Regions from separate parts of the Sus scrofa genome. Here region 2 is linked to region 1. Evidence: chromatin contacts called from public HiChIP or PLAC-seq data. All regions are on one chromosome and are shown on one strand. Each heading gives the region's core, a stretch centred on a gene start, on an enhancer-like site or on the middle of the called end of the contact. The rest is flanking DNA. Distances are from core to core; before and after follow the strand shown.

The links. HiChIP or PLAC-seq counts read pairs in DNA pulled down with a chosen protein or histone mark.
Region 2: a contact with region 1 is called in an H3K27ac HiChIP or PLAC-seq map of alveolar macrophages. The contact joins two enhancer-like sites. A contact is called at or near these places in 2 of 2 datasets of contacts at active chromatin or transcription factors (alveolar macrophages and skeletal muscle).

What each region holds. Positions count from the first base shown.
Region 1 is chr1:72,015,674-72,021,991 of Sscrofa11.1, reverse strand. It overlaps a transcript of PREP not described here. Among named protein-coding and RNA genes, the nearest start is that of PRDM1, 290 kb to the left of the region's middle. Within about 2 kb of position 1,906, at least 9 of the 83 cell types and tissues checked have an H3K27ac peak or open chromatin away from gene starts, as enhancers often do. A contact at or near this core is called in alveolar macrophages, where this site is marked.
Region 2 is chr1:72,147,613-72,154,162 of Sscrofa11.1, reverse strand. No RefSeq gene overlaps it. Among named protein-coding and RNA genes, the nearest start is that of PRDM1, 160 kb to the left of the region's middle. Within about 2 kb of position 4,737, at least 1 of the 83 cell types and tissues checked has an H3K27ac peak or open chromatin away from gene starts, as enhancers often do. A contact at or near this core is called in alveolar macrophages, where this site is marked.

The DNA.
Region 1 (6,318 bases), core at 657-3,156:
CAGGCTCACTGATTTTAAAGGTGGTTTCTGCAAGGTAATTCAATCAAATCTTTTTTTTTTTTCTTTTGGGTTGAGTCATTTTTTGATTTTCAAAAGTCACAAACAGCAGAGCGATGCTTTCCAGAGACCTCTTGAGTAACAAGGCCACATTTGTCATACTTGATCAGTTTCTGGTTGAAATGGAGACAATTATTGGGTGTTGGCAGTGTAATCAGCTAGAATAATCTCTTGACCACTGATAACGTCTCTTGGCCTTCTCCATTTCTGAGAAGTGCTGGCCTGACATTTCTGCAGCATATAGAAAAGTCTCTACCTACATGAAGGGCCTGGGTACAGGGCACCATCTTTTCTTCAGTGTGTTTGTATTGCACTGTAAGCCCTCACATCGTGTTGACATAGCGGGTTTAGAAGCATCTCTGGGCATTACTCTGTGATTCTCTAAATTAGTAACTTTTTTTTTTTTTATTATTCATTGGAAATAATGAACTCTGCTCTTATTTCTATCTTTGCTAATAACTTGCCAACCGACCCATGACTTCCTCATGTGGGCACTGGGCTGGCGTGTTGACTTGTGTATGTCCCGCCCTCTGGCGTACAATCTTCTCCCTTCACCCAGAGACCCTGGACCAGCCAAAGGCCTGGGCGAGGGGTTACAAAGCAGCTGGCAGGGCGACCATATGGCATCCCCCATGGATGAAGTTCTCAGGGCTGTCTTAGTGCAGAGTGGGCTATATTTGTCATAGAGAGGGCAAAGGGGAAGCTGTGAGGCCTGATTTCCGACAATATTTCCTCCTTGGTGACATGGGTCACCTTTTCTTCCAATCTAGTCTGAAGTACTCATCAGAACCAGTTCCTTTTGACTTCCAACAAAGTAAAATGGGGCACTGACAGGCTGTTTCTCTGATGCACATATGTTAACTGACAGGGCAAAGAGGATTCTGTGTGTATACGGGGAGGGATCCTCCTTTAATATTCTCCCTTTTGCACCTGTTAGATGAGAGGTGGAAAGGTGGCTGCTGGTGGGCTGAATATGGCTTGTTGATGTGTTCTGTCTACTTAGACTTTAAGGCAAACAAAGAACAAACTTTAAAAAACATTAGAAAATATTTGGATTTACTTCCCAACATTTAAACAGTCAAGATTTTAGCTAAAAACACAGATTCCTGGATTCTGGTGATAATTTCTGGCCACCCTGAGTCCTCTATTTCTGTGATGTTACAAAGAACTGTAGCTCAGAGGTCACTGATTTCATGGTTCAGGCACCCTCCGGGGTGACAGTCTCTGCTTGGCCCATTTTACCCTTTACTTTATCTGCCCGGCCCACTGGAGTCATTTCGGGGTGAGGCCCTTGAACTCAGTTGATCAGTTAAGTTGACTGGCACTTGTACGAGGCACAGGAAAGCCAGATCCAGAGCAGCAACTTCACAGACAACAAGAAGCCCTTTGGGAGTGATGGGAAGTCAGAGGCAGGGGCAGTTCAGGAGGGAGGCCCCACCCCAGGCCCTGAGCTATGGCTACGGTACTGGTCCAGAGCGATGGAGCCCACAGGTACTTGGGATGGAGCCCAGTAGCTCCAGGGCAGGCGGTGCCCCCCAGAAAGGACTGACTTCCTCCTCCTTGGCCTTAGGTCAGCCTCACCAGGCACGTCAAAGTCCAGGTCTCAGCATGACCACTGAGGACCAGCAGGGAAGTCTAGTTAGTCAATTCACCGGTAAGGTAATATTTAACCTTTTATTTCCAACCCTAATGGCTTTGTTGAAATTATCCTCGACCTCTTGAGCTGTTGAAACCCATGAGGGAAGGATGATCCCTCATGACATTTTAGATTCTCATGGTCCTTGTATTGCACAACTGAGATCTCAGCTCTGTCAATATTTTCATGTTCTAATAACTGTAATCAAAGCTGGAGTTGGTCATATGGTAATAAATAACCGCCCATCTGGGACATGGCCTTGTAAAACACAGAACAGGAAACTCCACATCATATGGAAAGTTGTACTTTTAGTTTCATAACTTAACTTTTGCCTAACAAAGATAGTTCTTATCGAAACTGAGCCCCTAAAGCATAAGAAATATATTTAAATATTTTGTGAAAATCCTACCTTTGTACAAAATATTTTCCTATATGTCATCTTTTGAGGGTATTATCATGTTTCTCTGAGAGAGGCAGAGAGGTAAATATTATAACTCGTTGGTATAAAAGGAAATTGGAATTCAGGAAAATTATGTGACTTTGTTCATGTCATATAGTTTGGCACACAGAATCATAATTGGCTCCCAAGGTTTCTGCTTCTGAATCCATAGATTTTCCACCCTCCTTTTGCTGCCTCTGTGTGTCATGGTGTGTGTGTGTGTGTGTGTGTGTATGCCCATATACAAAATGAGATGTATGCCAGTGCAGAAAGGCAAAGTTTATTTTATCTAAAGAGAAATTTCACAATGCTTGGTTTGGAAAATAACAAATGTTTGCCTATAGTCCATGTATGGTACTTTAAGTAAAAATTAGAGAAGTGCTTTATGGAAAATTACAGAAAAATTCCATTCCGCTGAAGAGATAACAGGACAGATACTTTTACAAGCTTATTTTTCTTGCTGGATTCATGGGCCTGTCATAAAATCATGTTTGAATGAACTGCTTATAAGAAAATATCTACGATGAATAACCCTGTACAGGAAATGTTTCCCTAAGTGGTAAATTACACTGGCTGTTCTCTGTATCAAAACTATGCTAAAGAGAACTCACAGTGTCACAACTCTTATTATTTAGGTGGTAATATTACTGCTAGCAAATATGCACACAGTTCCATCGGGTTTCATATTGCACTTAAACCATGCCCTCCCCATCTTCTGTGGTGTTATTTTAAATTATCAAAATGAACTGAAAGCAAGTAGAACACAGTTGCACAGGTTCGTGAGGTGGACAGGGGGTCCCAGGAAGAGGGATGTGTGCCTGCTGCCGCCCCCTTTCTCCTGTGGAGAGCAAGCCGTGCCTCTTCAACTTCCCAACCCACTTCAGACAGGTAGGGGGTCAGCTTTCTTTATCTGTGGTTGTTAGGTTTTTTGGGGTTTTTGTTTGTTTTGGTTTTGGTTTTTTAAAAAATTGTTAATGCGTTAGCAATATATTAAAAGCAAATTACATTTTAATTAAACTTTATTCCTATAGAACTGGTTATAGAAATTCTTCCTGACACCAGAATGTTCATGTTTTCAAACAGGCTTCTTACAGATCTGTAAATATTTAAGCAACTTTAAAGTACTTGGAAAATTACACCAGTGTTCTTTGTTCATACTTTTTCCGATAATCTATAAACTGAGAAGCAGAGCTCAAAAACGTGAATTTAGTTTGCATAATTATTTAAAATAATAATGTCACTATGTAAAATTGTATAATGGAGCACAATAAAAGGTAAAACTTATGTGTAAAAAATCAAGTAATTTTATACTTAAATATTAACATTATGTTATTAGGATTAAATATTTGACCAATTTAAAATATTTTGATAAAATGTTTATAGACTTGCAGAACTTTGGGTGCAGATGGAAACTATGGTGTGTCTGTCAGGAAGATATTATTCTTGTTTAAAAGAAGAGGTACTTAATATAAAAAGTATTTGAAATGCCTGAAGTGTTTGTTTCCAATATTTATTTTGTGAAAACAGGTTTTTAAAAAAACAATTAGATGCCATTTTTATGAGACCTAGTGACCTTTAAGTTTTTACAAAATAAAAATATGATATTTAAAAAAGCCACAAGCATCTCAAAACTTGAAGTTATGTTCTGAATCATTTTGCTTTATGTCAGATATTAACACAAACTTGTAAATGAACCACACTTCAATTAAAAAAAAAACCCTCGAAGTTATTTTCAGGAAAGTATATCATGTATTAGATAACTAGACATTGCATCTTTTAACACAAGGTTGGCTTGACCCACGTAGGAAATAATGGTCACTTACTGTGCCTCCCTCCTTACTAAATTCTGGCTTAGTTTTACCTTTGATGTTGAAATTTCATGTTGGGAAATAAACCACTCAATGTTTAATACTTCTCTTCTCATCTTCTGGAGGCTTTCTGTGATCCTTTCTTCAAATTAAGTCTGCAAAGAAAACTATCACTTCACACAAATCTCCTCATACACATTTTAATACTACCATGTTTAGCATTAATCTTCCCATTGTTTTTTCTTTCTTTTTTTAAAAATGAAAGTATTGTTGATTTACAATGTTGTGCCACTTTCTGCTGTACCACAAAGTTACTCAGTCATACATATATATATGTGTGTGTGTATATGTATATATATATATATATCTTCTTTTTTAAAATATTATTTTCCATCATGATCTATTCCAAGAGATTGGATATATTTCCCTATACTTTACAGTAGGACCTTGCTGTTTAAACATTCTAAATTTAATAGTTTGCATCTACTAACTCCTAACTCCCAGTCCATCCCTCTCCCTCCTCCGTGGCAACCCTAAGTCTATTCTCTATGTCTGTGAGTCTGTTTCTGTTTTGTAGATCAGCTCATTTGTGCCATATTTTACATCCACATATAAGTGATATCATGATATTTGTCTTTTTCTTTCTGACTTATTTCACTTAGTATGATAATCGCTAGTTGCATCCATGCTGATGCAAAGGGCATTCTTTCTTTCTTTTTTAATGGCTGAGTAGTATTCCATTGTATGTATGTACCACAACTTCTTAAGCCATTTATCTGCCAATGGACATTTAGGTTGTTTCCAGGTCTAGGCTATTGTGACTAGTGCTAATACAAACATATGGGTGCAGGTATCTTTGAATTATAGTTTTGTCCAGATATATGCCCAGGAGTGGGATTGCTGGATCTATATATAATTACTGAGGAACCTCTATATTGTTTCCCATAGTGGTAGTACCAATTTACGTTCCCACCAACGATGTAGGAGGGCTCTCTTTTTTCTACATCCTGTCCAACAATTGTTATTTGTAGACTTATTAACGATGGCCATTCTGACCAGTGTGAGGTGGTAACTCATTGTGGTTTTGATTTGCATTTCTTGAATAATTAGCAATGTTGAACATCTTTTCATGTGCCTACCAGTCCTCCATGTCTTCTTTGCAGACAAAGAAGGGTCTATTCTATTTAGGTCTTCTGCCCATTTTTCAGTTGGGTTGTTTGGTTTTTTTGTTGTTGAGTTGAATGAGTGATTTGCATATGTTGGAGATTAAGCCCTTGTAGGTTGCATCATTTGTAACTAGTTTCTCCCATTCTATAGGTTGTCTTTTCATTTTATGATTTCCTTTGTTATACAAAAGCTTGCAAGTTTGATTAGGTCCCACTTGCTTATTTTTTGTTTTTATTTTTATTGCCTTGGGGGACTGACCTACGAAAACATTTTTACAGTTGATGTCAGAATGTCGTGTCTATTCTCTTCTAGGAGTTTTATGGTGCCATGTCTTATGTTTAAGTCTTTAAGCCATTTCAGTTTATTTCCATACATAATGTTAGGGTGTGTTCTAATTTCATCGATTTACCTGCAGCTGTCCAGTTTTCCCAGCACCACTTGCTGAAGAAACTTTTTCCCATTTTATATTCTTGCCTCTTTTGTCAAAGATTAATTGACCATAGGTGTGTGGGTTTATTTCTGGGATCTCTATTGATCCATCCATGTCTGTTTTTGTACCAATGCCACACTGTTTTGATTACTACAGCTTTGTAATATTGTCTGAAGTCTGGGAGAGTTCTGCCTCTTGCCTTGTTTTTTTCCCTGGGTCTTTTATGATTCCATATAAATTTTAGGATTGCTTGTACTAGTTCTGTGAAAAATATCCTGGGTAATTTTATAGGGAATCATATTCAATCTACAGATTGCTCTGGGTAGTACTGTCATTTTAATAATATTAATTCAGTCCAAGAGCATGGGATATCTTTCCATTTCTTTGAATCCTCTTTAATTTCCTTTATTAATATTTTAAAGTTGTCAGTATATAAGTCCTTTACCTCCTTCATCAGGTTTATTCCTAGGTGTTTTGTTTTTTTTTTTTTTTGGGTGCAATTTTAAAAGATATTTTATTTACATTTCTTTTTTGATATTTCATTGTTTGCATAAAAAATGTAACTGATTTCTAAGTGTTAATCTTATTTCCTGCTACTTTGCTGAATTCATTTGTCAGATTGAGTAGTTTTTGTGTGGAGTCTTTAGAGTTTTCTATATATAGTATCCTGTCATCTACAAATAGTGACAATTTTACCTCTTCTCTTCCAATTTGAATGCTTTTAACTTATTTATTTATTTTGTGTGATTGCTGTGGCTAGGACTTCCAATACTATGTTGAA
Region 2 (6,550 bases), core at 3,488-5,987, 130 kb before region 1:
TGTTGATGTTTATATCATCCTTCCCGTTTATATACTGTTTGTATTTCATTATACATTTCCATATGTATAATAGGTATCAAATGTGAGTACAATAATAAGTTAGAATAGGTTATACTCAAGTCAATACTAAAATAAGCAACAGAATCCCATTTGCTTTTAATCTTATTGAACTTAATATTGTTCTACATTATATGCTAAAGTGTGCAGAAAAGTTATAGCCATGTTAAAAATAGATCTGGACCACTATTTTATCTATCCACCAAACATTATTTCTATTTTATTTACCCAAATAAATACATTCATATGCTCTTTATTTCCAGTACAATATCTAATTTATTTATAACAGATCCTCAACAAAATTAAATATCTACTTATGATGATATGATGTAATTTTATTATATTTTTATAAAAAGGGAACAATATCTCCTATGTGATAAAATAAACTCCTGCACTATCTATAATTGGGAGGAATTTAGGTTGTGTCCTAATTAGCTCTCTTGTTTATGTATTTATTTTTGACAAACATGGGCTTTGAATCATAGATTTTAACTAAAGTAAGATAGCCAGAAAAAATAATTAGAGTATGAAAGTTTTAATTGAGTTTGGGTTCTTCCTTTTTTCACAATACAAAAAATCAAGCAGATCTATTGTACACATTTATCACTGAATAGTAATGACAGGCAGAAGAAAATAGAGATAAATAAATCACACAATTGAAAAATATACCTAAAAATTTAACAAATTTTTTTTTTTTTTGTCTTTTGTCTTTTTGTTGTTGTTGTTGCTATTTCTTGGGCTGCTCCCACGGCATATGGAGGTTCCCAGGCTAGGGGTTGAATTGGAGCTGTAGCCACCGGCCTACGCCAGAGCCACAGCAATGCAGGATCCGAGCCGCGTCTGCAACCTACACCACAGCTCACGGCAACGCCGGATCGTTAACCCACTGAGCAAGGGCAGGGACCGAACCCGCAACCTCATGGTTCCTAGTCAGATTCGTTAACCACTGCGCCACGACGGGAACTCCCTTAACAAATATTTTTGTTAATAATTCAACATAATAGCACCCCTAATACACTTGCTAATTATTTCCTGTCTTAGAATGGATATTTGGCTACTACATCGTGTGTTATATGATCCTATGTAAACGACCAATATTTCCAAGGTTAAGAAAAAGTGAGTTCAATACTTTCTTACCCCATTAAAATCTAAACATTCAAAGTGCACAAAGGGAAATAACACGCATTATCTTCTCCTTTTGAACTGGTTTCATCCATCCATCCACCCACACATCTTTTCATCAAATAGATATTCACATGGTCTCTATGCTTTCTTTCCTACAGATGTTATACTAACATTGGGGATACTAAAATAAACAACAATAACAACAACAATGTGATTCTTGCTCTAAATTGCTTTCAGGGGATAATTAATTCAGTGGAACTGAGAGCACTGGGGTAAACTGCACAGAACTTTCCTACCTAATTGGATAAGGGCTCAAATTGAACTTCATTGACCACTGCAGTGAGCTTAGCCGTGTGCCAGATTTTATGCATATATCAGTGTTTCATTTGTAATTCCATAGAAGTCAATGTGTCTGGTGGCTCTGGTGTGCTTTTAATCTCTTAATCTGTTATGACTTAATGTTTTTTTTTTTTTTTAAAGCTTTTACTCTGATAGCAATAGCATTTTTCCTGGTATAAAGTCACGTCATTATTTTCACTCTTTGTAAAAGACCATTTTGTTATTGTTGTTGTAGCATTAAGTTCCTTCTTAGGAATCTTTTAAAAATATACATTCTTTTTTAAAAATATTATTTTCCATTAGGATTTATCATAGGATATTGAATATAGCTCCCTGTGCTATATAATAGGGCCTTGTTTTTTTATCCATTCTATATATAATAGTTTACATTTGCTAACCCCAACCTTCCATTCCACCCCTCCCCCATCCCCCTCCCCCTTAGGCAACCACAAGTCTGTTGTCTATATCCATGAGTCTGTTTCTGTTTTGTAGATGGATTCCTTTGTGTCATATTTTCAATTTCACATATAAGTGATATCATATGGTATTTGTCTTTCTCTTTCTGACTTAATTCACTTAGTTTGATAATCTCTAGTTGCATCCATGTTGCTGCAAATTGCATTATTTCATTCTTTTTAATGGCTGAGTAGTATTCCAATGTGTATATTACCACATTTTTTTTTTTTTCTTTTTGCCTTTTCTAGGGCATATGGAGTTTCCAAGGCTAGGGGTCTAATCAGAACTGTAGCCACCGGCCTATGCCAGAGCCACAGCAATGCGGGATCTGAGCCACATCTGTGACCTACACCACAGCTCACGGCAACGCTGGATCCTTAACCCACTGAGCAAGGCCAGGTATCGAACCCAAAACCTCATTGTTCCTAGTCAGATTTGTTAACCACTGAGCCATGATGGGAGCTCCGATTACCACATCTTCATTCATTTATCTGCCAATGGCCATTTAAGTTGTTCCAATATGTTTGCTGTTGTGAATAGTGCTGCAATGAACATTGGGGTGCATGTATGTCTTTGAATTATAGTTTTGTCTGGATATATGCCCAGGAGTGGGATTGCTGGATCATATAGTAGTTGTATATTTAGTTTTCTGAGGAACCTCCATACTGTTTTCCATAGTGGCTGCACCAACTTATATTCCCACCAAGGTGTAGGAGGGTTCCTTTTGGAGAATGTTCTAATCTATACTCAATAATCCCTAGAATATTCCCTCAGTGGATATTTCACAGCTACTTTTTTCTAAATTACCAGTCCTCTTCCTAATCCACATGGTCTTTGAAGACGTGATGGTTTTAAAATTTATCCACAAGTTATTTTATACTCCTCACCTTTCCTTGAGAGTGAGCTGGACTTAGGAGCTCTTTTCTAATAAACAGAATATGGTAGAATGACTGTGTCACTTAAGAGACTAGGTCATAAAGATATTGTAGCTTTTATTTTGGTTACTCTCTTGTGTCTTTTGCTCTGGGGGGATGTCAGCTGCCATGGCATGACCTAAGGTACACCTGACAAAGAAGCGAGGCCTCCAGCCTACCACCCTGTGAGTTAGCCATCCCAGAGATGGATTTTCCAGCCCCAGTCAAACCTTCAGATGATTTTAGCCCAGGCAGGCATCATGACTACATGTCTCATGAGAGAGCCTGTGCCAGAACAACCAAGCTGAGGTGTTTCTGGATTCTTGCTCCTTATCAACTGTAATACTTGGTGTTTTAAACCACAGGTTTTTGGGTAATTTGTAATACTGCAAAAGATAACTAATACAAAGATTTACCATCTTTTCAGACCATGTTGTTAAGAGACTCAGCTCTAGGGAAGCAGTCTCTATTTAAATTTTTTTGCCCTCATATTACTGATATGGCACCGTTCTTCCTAGCACCCCAGGGAAAAAGTTCTTTCATTTTTATGTACTTCTACTTTGGATCCTTACTCATTTTCTCTAAGATCTTGTCTCAAATTTTCACCTTTATAATCTCTCCTCTCCTTGGCTTCAGTGAACTCTAGTCTCTCCTCTTTTTGATCCTGCTGATTTTCTGGGCTTGTGTATTTGTTTGCAAAATCTTGAAGCCCTATCTATTCTTTTCTTCTCAGTCCTTGCCTGTTGGTTTCTGCCCTTAATGGAGACTTTTTGCTTTGAGATTAATTCCCACTCTCTTTTCCTTATTCCTTCTGTCCTGATTTCTGACATCTTCAGTCCTCAGGATTCCAAGGATGCTGAGAGCTGGCATAACCCTCAGAGACCTCTTGCAGAGTATTACCTGGAGGCCACACAACTTTGGGCATTTGCCTCAGGCCAAAATTAAGCTTCTGACAGAGCCAGGGCTCAGGTTCAGCCTCCTTCACTCTCAGGCCCATATCCTTCTCATTACAACACAAACCATTCCTTGAAACTTTCTCCACCAAAGTCATGAGATGACATCTTCTTAGTTCTTCTTGTTTTTTGTTTTTGTCTTGATCTTGCTTTATCCCCCTTTGTTCATTCCCTTTCCTACTGTGCCTATGCTCTGCGCCTTGTCCTCAGCTTCTCTCTTGTGATCTCACTTACTTACCTGCCACTAGATTGTACCCCTAAACTTTCAGCTCCACTCCTGATTCTTTCATGGACTGAGCAGTCAGCTCATACTGCTGACTGCTCACTGGGCAGCTCCTCTCAGAATTCCTGCTGTTACTCTGATCCTGTGGCCAAATGCTATGCTTCTCTAACTTATCACAGGTACTTCTCCTTTTCTTATTCTTTCGAGTAAATCCTTAGAGCTACCCTATAGCTGCCAAGCCTGTCACTTTTCTTCTTCATCTTTTCATTCTTCATCCCATTCATTCAACAAAAATATACTGTGCATGGTGGTGCCAGAATCAGGCAACCCCAAGGATACACAATCTAGTGAGTCTTTAATCTGTTACTGCTTTGACTTTTTTTTTTTTTTTTTTTTTTAAGGGCCACACCTGTGACATATGGAAGTTCCCAGGCTAGAGTTGAATTGGAGCTGTAGCTGCCAGGCTATGCCACAACCACAGCAATGCCAGATCCAAGCTGCATCCAGGACCTATGCCGCAGCTTGTGGCAATGTCAGGTCCTTAACCCACTGAGTGAAGCCAGGGATCAAACCCATAGCCTCATGGACTCCAGTCAGATTCTTAACCTGCTGAGCCACAGTAGGAACCCCCTGTCTTGACTTTTCTATGACCCAGGTCTTCATCGCCTAAGTGTGGTTTTCTCTGACATTGTATTTAACTTCTCTCTTTGCTTCCTCTTTCTGTCCTATCCATCTATATACTGCTTTCTTCATGTTTTATTTGGTGCTATTACTTCTGTTATCACTACGTCTAGACTCAAATGCTTTGTAACCCATTTGAGCTTTGCTTGTCTGTTTTTTTAGTGACCCTGTTTTCCACGCCAGTTTCCTCTTCTCTATGCCCCTTGCAGCTGTGCTTTCTCACCTCCATTGAGCCTTGCTTGTCTTTTGCTCTTTTGGGTTCTGTCTGAACTTTTCTCTAGTCAAGGCAGAGAGGCTCCAAGGCAATTACTATCAGTGGCTTCTGAGGATTGTTAAGACAGGGAGCTAATATGTGCTGAATAAAAATGACTACTAAAATCTATTGTCAATTCAATGTGCTCTAATTTTTTTTTTACACGGTACTTTTATGACTACTATATAAAACTCCCTTGTGGTGAGGTAGAAAGAAACGGGTGACATCATGGAGGAAAACTGAGCAGACTGTTTGCTTTTCCCATTACACTTGATCAGTCTAAATATCAGTGACTCTTGGGGAGGACTTTGGGGTCTTATGATTTGAGCTAAACAAGATTTCCCCATATTTCACAATCAGTTCTTGATTCAGGATGCTTGGAAGGCAGTGGTCAGTGGGGTCATTAAACAGAAACCAACAAGGTGATCTTTTCCATGAGGAAGGTTCCCTCATGGCTATGACGAATCTTGAGGGTGACTGAACCTCTTTATGAAACCAAACAGGTTTAGAAGTTAGGAAGTGACTAATTCCCTCCACGTGCTGCCTCTCATCTCTTATCTATGGTTGTATCTTATATCAGAGTCATAGATGACTGTGTTTTTTAATTGTTACTGTGAGATGTGGATTCATAATAGAACTGCTAGGCTATCAGAGATTTCTGGATGTACATAAATGGGATATAGAGACGTCAACATTTTCTGGATGAATGGCTCTTCTTTTTGTATCAAATAACAGAGACAATACAGTCACTGCTACTTTGTGATTTTCTGGCCTATTAATTAATTCATTTATCTATTGAAATTTTTTATTTATAGAGCACCTTCTATATTCCTGGTAGGATGCCAAGTGCTGTGGATGTAATGATGAACAAGATAGACAAAGTTTTGGCATCCTCACTGTGGCACAGTGGGTTAAGGATCTGGCAGTGTCTTTGCAGTGGCTCCGGTCACTGTGGAGGCAGAGGTTTGATCCCCAGCCCCTTAATGCAGTGGGTTAAGGATCCAGCATTGCTGCAGCTGTGGTGTAGGTCGCAGCTGTGTCGTAGGTCATAGTTGTGGCTTGGATTCCATCCCTGGCTTGGCAGCTTCCATATCATATGCTATGGGTGAGGCCAAAAAAGAAAAAAAAAATATATATATATATATGGACAGGTCTTAACTCTTTTTTTCATGATTCACAGAGCCACCAGGCCATAAACAATATGAAAATTAGGTATTTCCAATTTTTCTCATTGACTCTCATTGATCCTCTGGTTCCTGCCCACTCCCTTTATCTGTTTTTTTTTCCCACAAAAGGCCTTTCTCAAGTAGCCTAAGCATTAATGGTGGTTTTATGTCTTTCATGGTGAAGGTCAGGGAGAGTGGAGTTGTCACTTGAGCTGGACATCTGGTCTGGTTCATGAACATGAGGCTTCATCTGATTTTTTTCATGTCATCACTTTTACTATTCTGACAGTTTGTTGCTTTTTTAACCTAGTGCCCCATTGTCTTAGTCTGTGTCAATAGTTAAAATATTTTTTCATCTTACTCCAAGTAAATTAAGTGGGATT